2 separate regions of the Zea mays genome follow, and region 2 is linked to region 1. The links are chromatin contacts, called in public Hi-C maps. All regions are on one chromosome and are shown on one strand. Each heading gives the region's core, a stretch centred on a gene start, on an enhancer-like site or on the middle of the called end of the contact. The rest is flanking DNA. Distances are from core to core; before and after follow the strand shown.

The links. A called contact is a pair of places that touch in the nucleus more often than the background predicts.
Region 2: a contact with region 1 is called in a Hi-C map of bundle sheath, with 2.4 times the contacts expected there. The contact joins the promoter of LOC100382223 here to the promoter of LOC100382272 in region 1. A contact is called at or near these places in 3 of 25 Hi-C or Micro-C datasets (bundle sheath, endosperm and leaf mesophyll).

What each region holds. Positions count from the first base shown.
Region 1 is chr9:112,210,089-112,215,587 of Zm-B73-REFERENCE-NAM-5.0, reverse strand. LOC100382272 reads right to left here and starts at 2,247. Exons shown (of 6, transcript NM_001175023.1): 1 at 2,081-2,247; 2 at 1,256-1,609; 3 at 462-660. The coding sequence starts at 2,137.
Region 2 is chr9:112,738,607-112,744,326 of Zm-B73-REFERENCE-NAM-5.0, reverse strand. LOC100382223 reads right to left here and starts at 1,822. Exons shown (of 1, transcript NM_001174979.1): 1 at 70-1,822. The coding sequence starts at 1,701. The coding sequence ends at 544.

The DNA of each region.
Region 1 (5,499 bases), core at 998-3,497:
TCGCCTAAGTTAATCTAATCGTGGACCGTTCGACCTACACCGCGAACCGTCTAAGGCGTGGACCGTCTGGGTCACAGCCAAATCTGGTGCTCAACATAACGGAACCAATTCCTGAAGTACCCATGTGTACAAGGGCAAACAGTATTCTGATGCTACCCAGGCTTTAATGACTGATGGTCGACGGCGAAGGAGAAGACAAATTAGTTTACGTGCTAGTGGGCTCTACCTTAATTCTAAAGAAAAATTATCAAGTTGCCCATGCTAGTTGTGAAAGGGTGCGTAGTCCATTAGCATCTGTAGATGCTAGGTTTGACTCTTCGTTTATTTCAGAATTTAACGGTATTGCTCGATCTTTAAAGATGCTTATATACGTGCGCTCTTCGACGTTAGTGTGCATAATAACTCGAAGAAAAAAAAGGTTATCCACGCTAGCCATAAGTGGTGAAAGCTTTGGACGGTACCTTTCATGATTTGTTCGCCGCGGATGCATATCTCGCCTGGCTGGTTCCGTCCCAGCGACGCGCTGGTGTCTGGGTCGACGATCTTCAGCTCCGCGTTCCTGACGACGGTGCCACAGGAGCCGGACTTGACCTCGAACGGCTCCTTGGCGAAGGCCAGGCACATGGCCAGCACGGGCCCCGCCTCGGTCATCCCGTACCCCTGGTGGAAACGAACAGAGGTTATTCGTAAACATCACATTCCCGTTTCAACAGACAAAACCTATCGTCTCGGTCTTGTACAAGTACAACGATGTAGGTGCACCGGCATCCGTGGTGGGACTCGCCCACCCAGAGTCTGGGAGGAAAAGACCGGAACAAGTGGTTGAACGAAATGCTTTCTTAGCGAGACGGCAACCGGAATCATGGGCTTGCCGTGCGCACCGACCTTTCACCACACCACACTAGCGCCTCCATCAGGCGCGGGCGAACAAACAGAGCGCCGGCGTAAAGGCGTTCGTTGTGGTTGAGACGTCGCCTTGGCAGGCGGCACAAGCAAACCCGAGTGGTCATGCAGCCATAAAAAAAACACGACAAAAGCGCGGGCGTACGCTAATGCTACCCCCCACCAACTCTCTATCTCATCCCTTTCACTACCTCGCGCGCTCACTATGCTACTACAGTGTACAATTATAATAATACTACTCGTACTGCTACCACTGTGGACATGCACATGCACTTAATCACGAAACCGGCATTTCGTTGATTCGTGAAGCGTGGTTACGAGGTGTGGAGGATTGTGGGGGGCGCGAACAGACCTGGCCGAGCACGGCGTTGGGGATCTTGGCCATGAACGCGTCCTGGAGGTCCTTCCCCATGGGCGCGGCGCCGGACATGACCATGCGGATGGAGGCGAGGTCGGCGGCGCCCACGCGGGGGCTCTTGGCGATCTCCACCACGATGGGCGGCACGAAGGGCGCCACGGTCACGCCGTGCGCGCGCACCAGCTCCACCAGCGCGCCGATCTCGAACTTGCGCATGATCACGATGGCGCAGCCGGCGCGCAGCCCCGCCAGGAGCACCGAGTTCAGCGAGTAGATGTGGAACAGCGGCAGCACGCACAGCACCACGTCATCCTTGCTGAAGTACAGGTTCGGGTTCTCGCCGTCCACCTGAAAAAATCCATCCCGCAAGTCAAATCGAGTTGAACGCTAGCGCGCCATTAAAATCATAATACTAGTACGGAGTACTGTACATCGGCACGGATCTCGGGCCGGATCGTGAGATTGTCAAACAGCTGGCTCTGGGCCTCTGGCTGCCTGCCTGCCTGCCTAGAGTTACTGCTACTGACAGCCGCGGCCCACGGGAGGCTAGCCACGAGACAGGCTGTCGCATTAAACGGCTCATGACGGGGTGGTAAATGATCGTTCTATTTCGCGCCGACTGAAAAGCGCGTAGGAGAGGGGAAAAAATCCTCCCGAGCTGGAAAGCGTGGGCGCCGTCACGCCACTTCGAATCGAAGAGGCACAGGAAACTGAAATAAATAATAAAAAAATTTCCTCGCGCTAGAACTAACGGGACCGAAACGGAATGGGAGCAGGCCAGCGGCGGCAGGAGGGACGAGGATCTCCGCCCGCTCTCACCTGCTGCGCGACGCTGGTGACGAGGCTGCGATGCGTGAGCATGACGCCCTTGGGCATCCCGGTGGTGCCGGAGGAGTAGGGCAGCGCGACGACGTCGTCGGGGCCGACCTCCTCGTCGGCGGCGAGCGGCTCGGCGGCGTCCACCAGGGCCCGCAGCTCCAGGCACCCGTCGAAGGCGCCGTCGACGGCGACCACCGGCACGCCGCGCTCGGCGGCGAACCCGCGCACCTTGTCGACGGCGCAGGCCTCGGTGACGACCACCCTGGCCCCCGCCGCGGCCGCCTGGCGGTGGATCTCGTGCGGGGTGTAGAACGGGTTGGCCGTGGTGGTGGCGGCGCCCAGCCGCGCCGCGCCGAGGAAGACCAAGGCGAACTCGGGGCAGTTGCGGAGCAGCGCCATCACCACGTCGCCCCTGCCCACCCCGAGCCCGCGCAGCGCCGCCGCCGCGGAGCGCGACAGGCGGTCCACCTCGGCGTAGGTGTGCACGGCGCCCGTCTGCCCGTCGATGAGGCAGGGGCGGGAGGACACCTCGGGGAGCCGCTCGAAGCAGTAGGCCTGCAGCGAGAGGTTCCGCGGGATCTCGATGTCGGGTAGCTTGGAGCGGAACACTACCGACGCCGCTGCTGCCGCTGCCGCGGTGGAGTCCTCCGCGACGGAACCCATCGTCCTCGCTGCCGGTGAAGCGATCGGCTCCGCGTCGGCCGGAGGGCAAATGGTGGGCGGGATCTCGAGGCTCTGCTCGGCTCCGCTGCTCGCCTGAGCTGAGGAGTGGCGGAATTGGGGAGGAAGCCGGGTTATTATACCGCCGCGGCGTGGTGGAAGGGTTGGTGGGGGACAGATCACTGATGGGGCCGCAATGTCGGTGGGGGAGCCGGTAACGAGTTCGAGGGTGTCCACGGCGGGCATCCTTCCACGGACTCCGGGTCAGTCGAGAGAGTTGACTGTACTATTAGTAATCTGTAGCACGTCCTATTGACTTTGTTTTCACTTTTCACCGAACCAGCTTGCCAGGCCGGCTATTGCATTGGAGGCAGGGTGAGAGTGAGATCGGTGCGCGTTTCCTCTTCTGGGCTTGCTGTTAACCATGCTTTCGAACGTGATGTCGCCGGTTTTGTCAGCGTGTGCAACTGCGTCACAAGGCTACACCGCCCTGGTAACGTGAACGGAGGATGACACATGTGTCGTGTACTTACTGATCTATACAAAACTACACTTGTCCCCTTTAACGATTTTTAGTTCATGTTATATAAAAAATATTAATATTTAAGATACAAAATTAATAATATTAAGTTAGCTATAAATTATATTTATCACAATCCAATTGTAGTTGTAAACTAAACTTTTTTAGCAATGTTTCTCTAAGACTCACCGATCTCCCGTAGGACTTTAGTGTAAGCCCTTCCCGTCGTACGATTGAATCACCGAACTTTTCTACCATGACACTGAGTCATAACTCTGGGTTAACTCTTCTCCGACAATGGACAACTTTATCTCTTCAACGAAGGGCCTTCTATTCATCCTCTATAGGACAAGAACCCTAAATTTATTTCTCAACTCCCATAATCTTCTCCAATCAATCCAAGTCAATCAGAGTCAACCATGGTCAGCTCTATAGTTGTTCAATAGGACCCTCTGATATATCGCCCAAGAAGTACTCTCTTAACCCCCACAAGGTTCCTACCTACGCTGTAGATGGAATTAAGTGCCAGGATTGCTTGCTCGGTCAAGCATTGCCTATTCAATTCAAACAAGTGGTAAGTGTTCCAACATCAACCCTCTTCCATTCAAATTCAATATCCCAAATTCAATTTATGTCAATACTATCTAATGTCCTAATAGACTGTCCAAAAGAACACTTATTAGAATCACTATGGGTGAGTTGTCTCTCTCCCCTTTACCTTGGGCCCACCTATCAGCATGAAACGGGAACAACTCCATTTTGTTGGTTTAGCTCTCCCACTCACTCACTCATGCTCTCCTCTTATAGTGGAGAAACAAGACCAGAGAAGAAAGAAAGGAAGAAAAATAATACAAAGGAGTATCCAACACGGTATCTTCATGTGATGGTGGAGAACCTCATCTCCATCTCCATTCTTGGGTGAGCTCAAGAATTCCTGTTTCATTTCCCTCAATTTCTCAGTCCAAACCCTAACTTCAGTTTCACCATCCATGCAGTAGGGGAGTAGGCATGTAGGGAGGTTCTCGGGTTGATTTTGCTGCGATGGCAGTCAGACGAGGGATTCCTACAATTGCTCTTCCCATAAACTGTAGCGGGTTTTCGGAAGCTAGTGGAACTTTGTAAAGGCCTCGTAGTGTTACCCTGCCTCGCTTCCTTGGTAGAGGTGTATGGGGCTCGTATAACCCAGTGGTAGATGTGTAACATGACTTGTGGGTGCAGGGTACAACCTCTGCAGAGTGTAAAACTGCTAATAAAATTTTGACCAACTTATTAAAAGCAATGCTTAGATTTAACCCCTATTATTAATCAGCCTTACACATCACATGAACTCCCACCTTTGGTGAGTTCATGCACATTATTCCCCACAACTTGTTGAGCGATGAACATGTGTGAGCTCACCCTTGCTGTCTCACACCCCACCACAGGAGAAGAACAGGTGGTTCAAGAGGAGCCACACAACGAGGAGTTTGACTTGATCTAGGTGGCGTCTCCCAGTTGACTTTATGGCGCCAAGGATGGACTTTAGTTCGATTTATATTTATCTTTTATTTTGTAAGACTTCCGCTATGTAATAAGTACCTGATTATATTGTGACATTTATCTCTATACACTCCATTATTATATGTGTTGTCTTCTTTAGCGCATATATGAGATGCACTCGGCTGTCCCTTAAATCCGGGTGTGACAACAGTCCGGTGCACGGTCTGCGCAACTCGTCGCTCTCGGGTTTTTCCCTAGCTACGTCGACTATAAATCACCGGACAGTTCGCGCGAGGCGCCGGACAGTCCGGTGCTCCAGCCGTGCAACGGCTACCTGCCACGTCGATAAGCGCCAACGGTCATATTGCGCACCGGACGGTCCGGTGCCCCACAGAAAAGGAAACCAGCCAATCAGGGGATTCTCTGTTGCGTCCTGTGCTCGTATTGTTCACTGTCCGGTGTGCACCGGACAGTCCGGTGCACTGACGAACAGAAGGCAAGAATTACCTACCAAATGGAGCTCCAACGGCTCCTAGCTGCCTTGGGGCTATAAAAGGGACCCCTAGGCGCATGGAGCAGAATACCAAGCCTCCATTGAACATTCTAAGACACCTAGACTCCACAAACACGCATTCGGATCATCGTGTTTGAGATTTGAGCACTTCTTGAGTCGTGAATTCTGAAAGGGAAATAGGGTTAACCTTTTTCCACAATTAATTTTGGTGCTTGAATGCCCAACACAAACATATGGACTAACTAG
Region 2 (5,720 bases), core at 573-3,072, 530 kb before region 1:
ACTGAACATAAGGTAGGAACATTGGCCTCAGCTCTACGATTTTAGATGTACGGTTCGATCCGGATGTTTGTGCATTGCGACGAACGCAAATAAAGTCTTTACCAAAATCCAATATACACAGGTAAAAAAAAGCCTGAAAAGAAAAATAAGTTCTACTGCTTGCACACTTCCTCGGCCCCACATGGAAGAAAAGATTTTTCAGCCTTTCTCTAGTGCCATCAATGCTCGCTCACGGTTCACACACTCGTCCACCAGACCACCACGTTGCGACTTGCGAGCCTGTGCAGCTGCGTTTGCGCATCTGGTTTCTTCTGGGTCATCTATATACTTCTCTCCTAGCAGGAACAGGAACAGCAAGCCACTCGCTCCTGCCGGCGAGACGATGGAGCGGGAGCCGTCGCGTTCCACTGACATGTGGGCTAGGTATGCGCTTCGCCGGCGACGTGATGCGGCACGGGGCTGGTGGACCCCTGTGGGTGCGCCGACTGGTACCGAACCATCGGTTTGCGGACGTTCTACCCGAAGGCGGGGTCCGGCGGCGCCTCAAGCGTATAGGACCTGCGCGTTGCAGGGCGCCATCCCGGCGAACTCGGCGGAGCCCTTGACCACCTCCCACTCCACCACTTCGTCCTCGACGCCGGGTACCGCGGCGGCGGCGGATGCGGCGGCAGAAACCGTGCCCACGGCGACGTCGAGCCCGGCGCCGACGACGTATATCCTCCGCCTCCCGCCAGCGACCTCCCCGAGCTCGCCAGCGACCACGTGCGGCCGGCGCACCTCGGGGGGCACCCCGGTGCCGGCCACCATCCGCCACTCGTCCCGGGCCTCGTCGTACCGCTTCAGCCGCCACTCCCCGTACTCCGCCACGATATACATCCGGCCGCCGGCGACGGCGCAGGAGCCCGTCCACCCCTCCCGCATCCCGCGCGCCATCTCGCACCACGAGTCCGCGGCGGCGTCGTACACGGCGCCGCGCGGCGCGCGCTCGAACGGCCACGCCCAACCCTCCGTCACGTACAGCTTCCCGCCCGCCGCCGCCGCGTCGTACCGCGCCACGGCGGCGCCGCGGCGCGGCGCGGCCGGCGACCACCGCCCGGCCTCCGGGTCGAAGACCTCCGCCTCGCCGTCCTCCCCGGCCACCACCACCCGCCCTCCCACCTCCCCGGCCGCCATGTACCCGCGGGGCGTCCGCATCGCCGCCGCCTCCTCCCACCCGTTCCGCGCGGCGCTGTACACCGCCACGCTCGTCACGGCCTTGTCGCCGCCCTCCTCGACGCCCCCAATCACGTAGATCTGGCCGCGGCGGGGGAGCCCCACCACCGCGAACGACCCGGCCGCGGCGCCGCCGGGCACCGGCGGGAGCAGGAGCCACTTCCTCGAGAAACGGTCGAGCGCCTGGCACTGGAGGCGCCGCGACATGGGGTCAAAGGCGAGGGCGAAGAGGAAGGGCACCGACCCCGTGGCCGCGGTCCCCGCCCCCGCCGCGTGAGGGAACAGCAGTGGCTTGGCCAGGGCGTCCGTGAGGAAGCGGTTCCAGGTGGAGGAGACGGTGCGGAAGAGGCGGTGGTAGAGGAAGGGCAGGTGGAGGAGGCACTTCTCGGCCACCTCCTCCGGCAGGCCCGGGATGAGCTCCATGACCTCCTCCCCCTCCCCGTCACCGGCGTCCAGCACCTGCTGCTTGCTCATGGACGAGAAGCTCATGGTGGCCGGGCCGAGCGGCGCGATTCTTCGGTCGAATTTGATGCGATTCGCTTCACCCCGCTGTGGGTGTGGGGGAGCTCTGTGGTTCGGCTTGGTGATGAGGAATGGAACCTGAAGCGGGGTGGGCACGAATTTATAGAGGTGAGTGGACTCTGGGCAAGTGCCAAGTCGTGCGGCTTTTCTCAGCTGGCGTCCTCCACTCCTCCCCTCCTGCCAAGGGCAACTACAGCTACAGCCCTTTCCAACCCACAGTCGTTCTTCTGTCTTCTCCCGAATGAGAGCCCATGGTGGCAGGCTGGCAGCGCCGGAGCCCGTTCTTCATCGTCCCGAACTTGGCACGCAGCAATAAGGCTTCGCCTCTCCATGGAATGCCTACAGCGTTTTCTACTTTAAACTACACTACGTAAATAAGACCTCAATTTCCATCGCCGACGGTGTCACCATGGTGGCCATATCGTCCCCAGGATGTGGCGTCCCCGTGTTCGGTTGCCTTGAAGGTTCCAAGTCGGAAACGGTTCCAGACCAGAAAACAGTGAACCACTCAATCCAGTCCAGAATTTGACACCACAAAAGTGCCATTGATCCGCCCCTCATCGTGTTGCAATGGTGCTGGATGTTGGATGCTTTGACCAACAAAAGTGGGCGGTGCACGATCGGAAAGAATGGTCTTTGTGCTTGTGCATCCATGCAGGAGTACTACTGCACAGGGTGAATGTGGCCAGGAACAGCCACAGGAACTTGAGGAAAGAATGGTCTTTGTGGCAATTATTTTGAAACGAAGGCGAAGTAATACCCCTCACTGCAACCGGGAATCGGTTCGGGCTCGTCGTGCTTTGGTTCAAGTGTTACAACATGCCACGGCCGCGTGGCCGGATTTCGAAACGATTGCCGTGAAGCTCGGTCCATCCGGTTCTTGTTGGATTGGATCTGGCCAGCGGCCGGCTCCGGTGATTCTTCGAGCTTGTTTGGCCGTACGCGTACGAGTTTTCCGCCACCCAGGCACGGACCCAAGGACGCGGCAGCTACTGCGCTGCCCGCGATCACGACGAGTCGACGACCGACGCGACGGCAGCAACTTGGCTCCTGGCCCGAGGAGGCCAGGACAGGAGGAGGAGGGCCGCTTGTGGGCCCGGCGAGAGGTGCATGTACTAGTACTGTACAGCCGTGATGGACAGCAGTCCAGTGGGCCTGGTGGGCGCGGACGGGCGTGTCCGCAAAGGAAAGGAAAGCTAGTACGTAGCTACGAGAATGTGCGGCGTGCGTGGGGCCCATTTGTCCTGGCCGAGAAGTTTCCAATTTATTTCCTCTCATCACTCCCATATATGCCATTTTCTGGTTTTTTTTAATTTCTCTCTAATAACTTTTATAGTTTCGTAGAAGTATGTCTATTTTTATTTATTTATTTATTTATTTATTTACACACTGACACTGCTACACGCTGCCGTGCTCTGTCTCCGTGGGTTTCGGATGAAAGAGGAGAGATGGCGCTGCGTCGGTGCGTGTGCGTGAGAGTTTGGGCTCTGCACGCGCAGGCCGTCCGAGGCACCGACCTCTCCGGTACCGATGCGCTCTCGACACGAGCCTGGAGACTCGTGCTGCTCGTTTTCCCTGTGTCGGTGCGGACCGTACTGCGACCACCGTCTTTTCCTCCGACAACAGCCACCCGAGATTAGTCTCCAACAAACCTGATATCGAAATGGATGGAAACCTTGTGCATTTTTTTTTTGTAACGATTCCATCTTTGTTGCACCGTGATATAATAATATATGGATCAAATAATCAACTTGGACGCGACTATTTGCTGCCGATAGATTTTTCCAGCGTTTGGGCATGGGACGGGCCTGAGAGGGGACGCGACAACAGCGGTCGGTCAATGCAATTAGTTGGTTGCCGCTACCGTAAGTCTGTAAGATGACAGCTACAGGCACGTTTACGGCCATCATCACCAGGCAACAGAAAATCGATCCACTATAGTCTGTAGCTAGCTCAACAGTCGCAGAAGAAAGATCCCTTTTACCAAACTCGCAGTAGTTTTGTCTGTCGACACCAACGCATAGAACCTACTACTCATACAACGGATGCATCAGCACAAAATCCTGGTCAAAACAGGAAATACGGACGCGGGGATCGTGCGCGGACGGACGAGTAGATTCTGCGACCCACTTGGATGGAAAAAAAAACCGGGCCGAGACGACGCGGGGCAGGCAGCCAGTGGTCGGCGTCGCGTCGCGTCGCGGCGCGGCTGCCAAAATACGCGCGATTGGCGGGCGGGCCGTGACAGGGGAGGAGACGCAGGCAGGCGACGGTGCGATCGCCGGGAATCCATCGATGGGAGCGGTGAAAGCTGAAAACGACGGCAGGCTCTGGACTCTGTCTGAAGCAGCACGCCGGAGCCCGGCGGGCGCTTGTTTGGGATAGTTGGTCGTGTGTCGGCGTCTCGACACGGGTAGCCCGGTGAAAAAACAGCGCCGCTGCCGCCGCCGGCGTCGTATGTGCGTGGGCACGCGTACTTGAAGGTGGGAAGGGGGAGAGTAGATGGCGACGTGGCGCTCGTGATCTGTGCAGCCTAATAATGGAATAGATAAGGATGATGATTCGAAGCCGCACACACACGGCAAGCGTGACAAGGGTCCCCCCACCCCCACCCCCAAAGCCGTCGTGAGTGCGGGTGCACGGTCACCGTTGGTTGGTCGTACCAGCGCCTACCATGGTAGTACGTGCCAATCTTCGTCGCGGGTGACCAGCGGAGAAAAAAAAAAGGAGCCTGCAAGGCGCGATGGCGGCCCTGTAGGACCGAACGGAACCGGATCCACAACATGGTGCCGCTGGCACGCGTGGTGGCACCGGCGCGTGGCTGCGGCCCGCGGTCCCGTACGCTCGCGTGCCTCTCGTGGCGAAAGCGCGCGCGGGCGGGCGAGCCGCGGTGGTAGGGCAGGGCAGGCAGGGCGCGTTGCGTTCTTTGCTTCCGCGCGCCTCCGACGGCGGTGGGCGCGCGCGCGCGCGTTGCGTTCTTTTCTTCCGTCCTCCCTCGTTTTTCCGCACCGCGGGCCGCAAGTGAGGTGTCCAAGACTCGAAGGACACTCGTGAACGATCATCGCTGTCCTCGCGGCGGCGGAGGGACCAGGACGCCTGCGCCCCACTCCGCCCTGCCGTCGCGCGCCTGAGCAGCTGTGGAGCCGTGCGGGCGCCGGGAGCGGCGGCAGCGCGGCATGGCCGCTGGGCGCCGCCGATCGCGACGAGACCTCGCGTCCCGGACGTACGGAAATGGGGACAGGGGCATGGCGCTGCACCCGTTCCTACTGTGCGCTGTCCCTGTCCCTCCTCCGCGGTGCACGGCACGAGGGCCCGGGTCGCAGCGTTGTAGGCCGGCACGTACCGTGCAGCGAGTTCTGGTGATGGGGCGTGCCGTCTGCAGCCGTTGGAGCGGCGGAGGGCCGGGTGCTGTGCGCGGACGTTGCGGCTCCGCACCAGGCACAAGAGAAGCGTGGGAAAGCAAATAAAGGCTTTCGTTCTCAAGTCAAATCCAGCCCACTGTAGCTGTAGTGCTCTCCCCCGTTTTGGAGGAGTGTTAGCGTACATACAAGCTTTTAAGAAAATGCACAGTGCGCGGCCGCAGCTCTTCTCAAAATCAAATTCTGATCACGGCCTTCTCTCCCCAAATCGCCAAGACTGACAAATATTTGGCGGGCTGGCAAGCAGCCTTGTTAAATCCCGCTGGCAGGGCAGTCCTAGTGAACTCGGTGCTTGACTCTCAGCTCGTCTATGCCATGTGCGCTGTGCCTTTGCCACCTGGGATTCTCTCCAGGGTGGACAGCCGAAGAAGATCCTTTCTCTGGACTGGCGAAGATCGGTGCTCTGGATCGAGCTGCTTGGTTGCTTGGGAAAATGTTTGTAAACCGAAACAGACAGGGGGTTTGGGCATCAAGGACCTACACATCCAGAACACATGTCTGTTGGTCAAGCTCATTCACAGATTGCACTCTTCAGCCTTGTCGTCTTGGGCAACCTGGGTGCGCTCG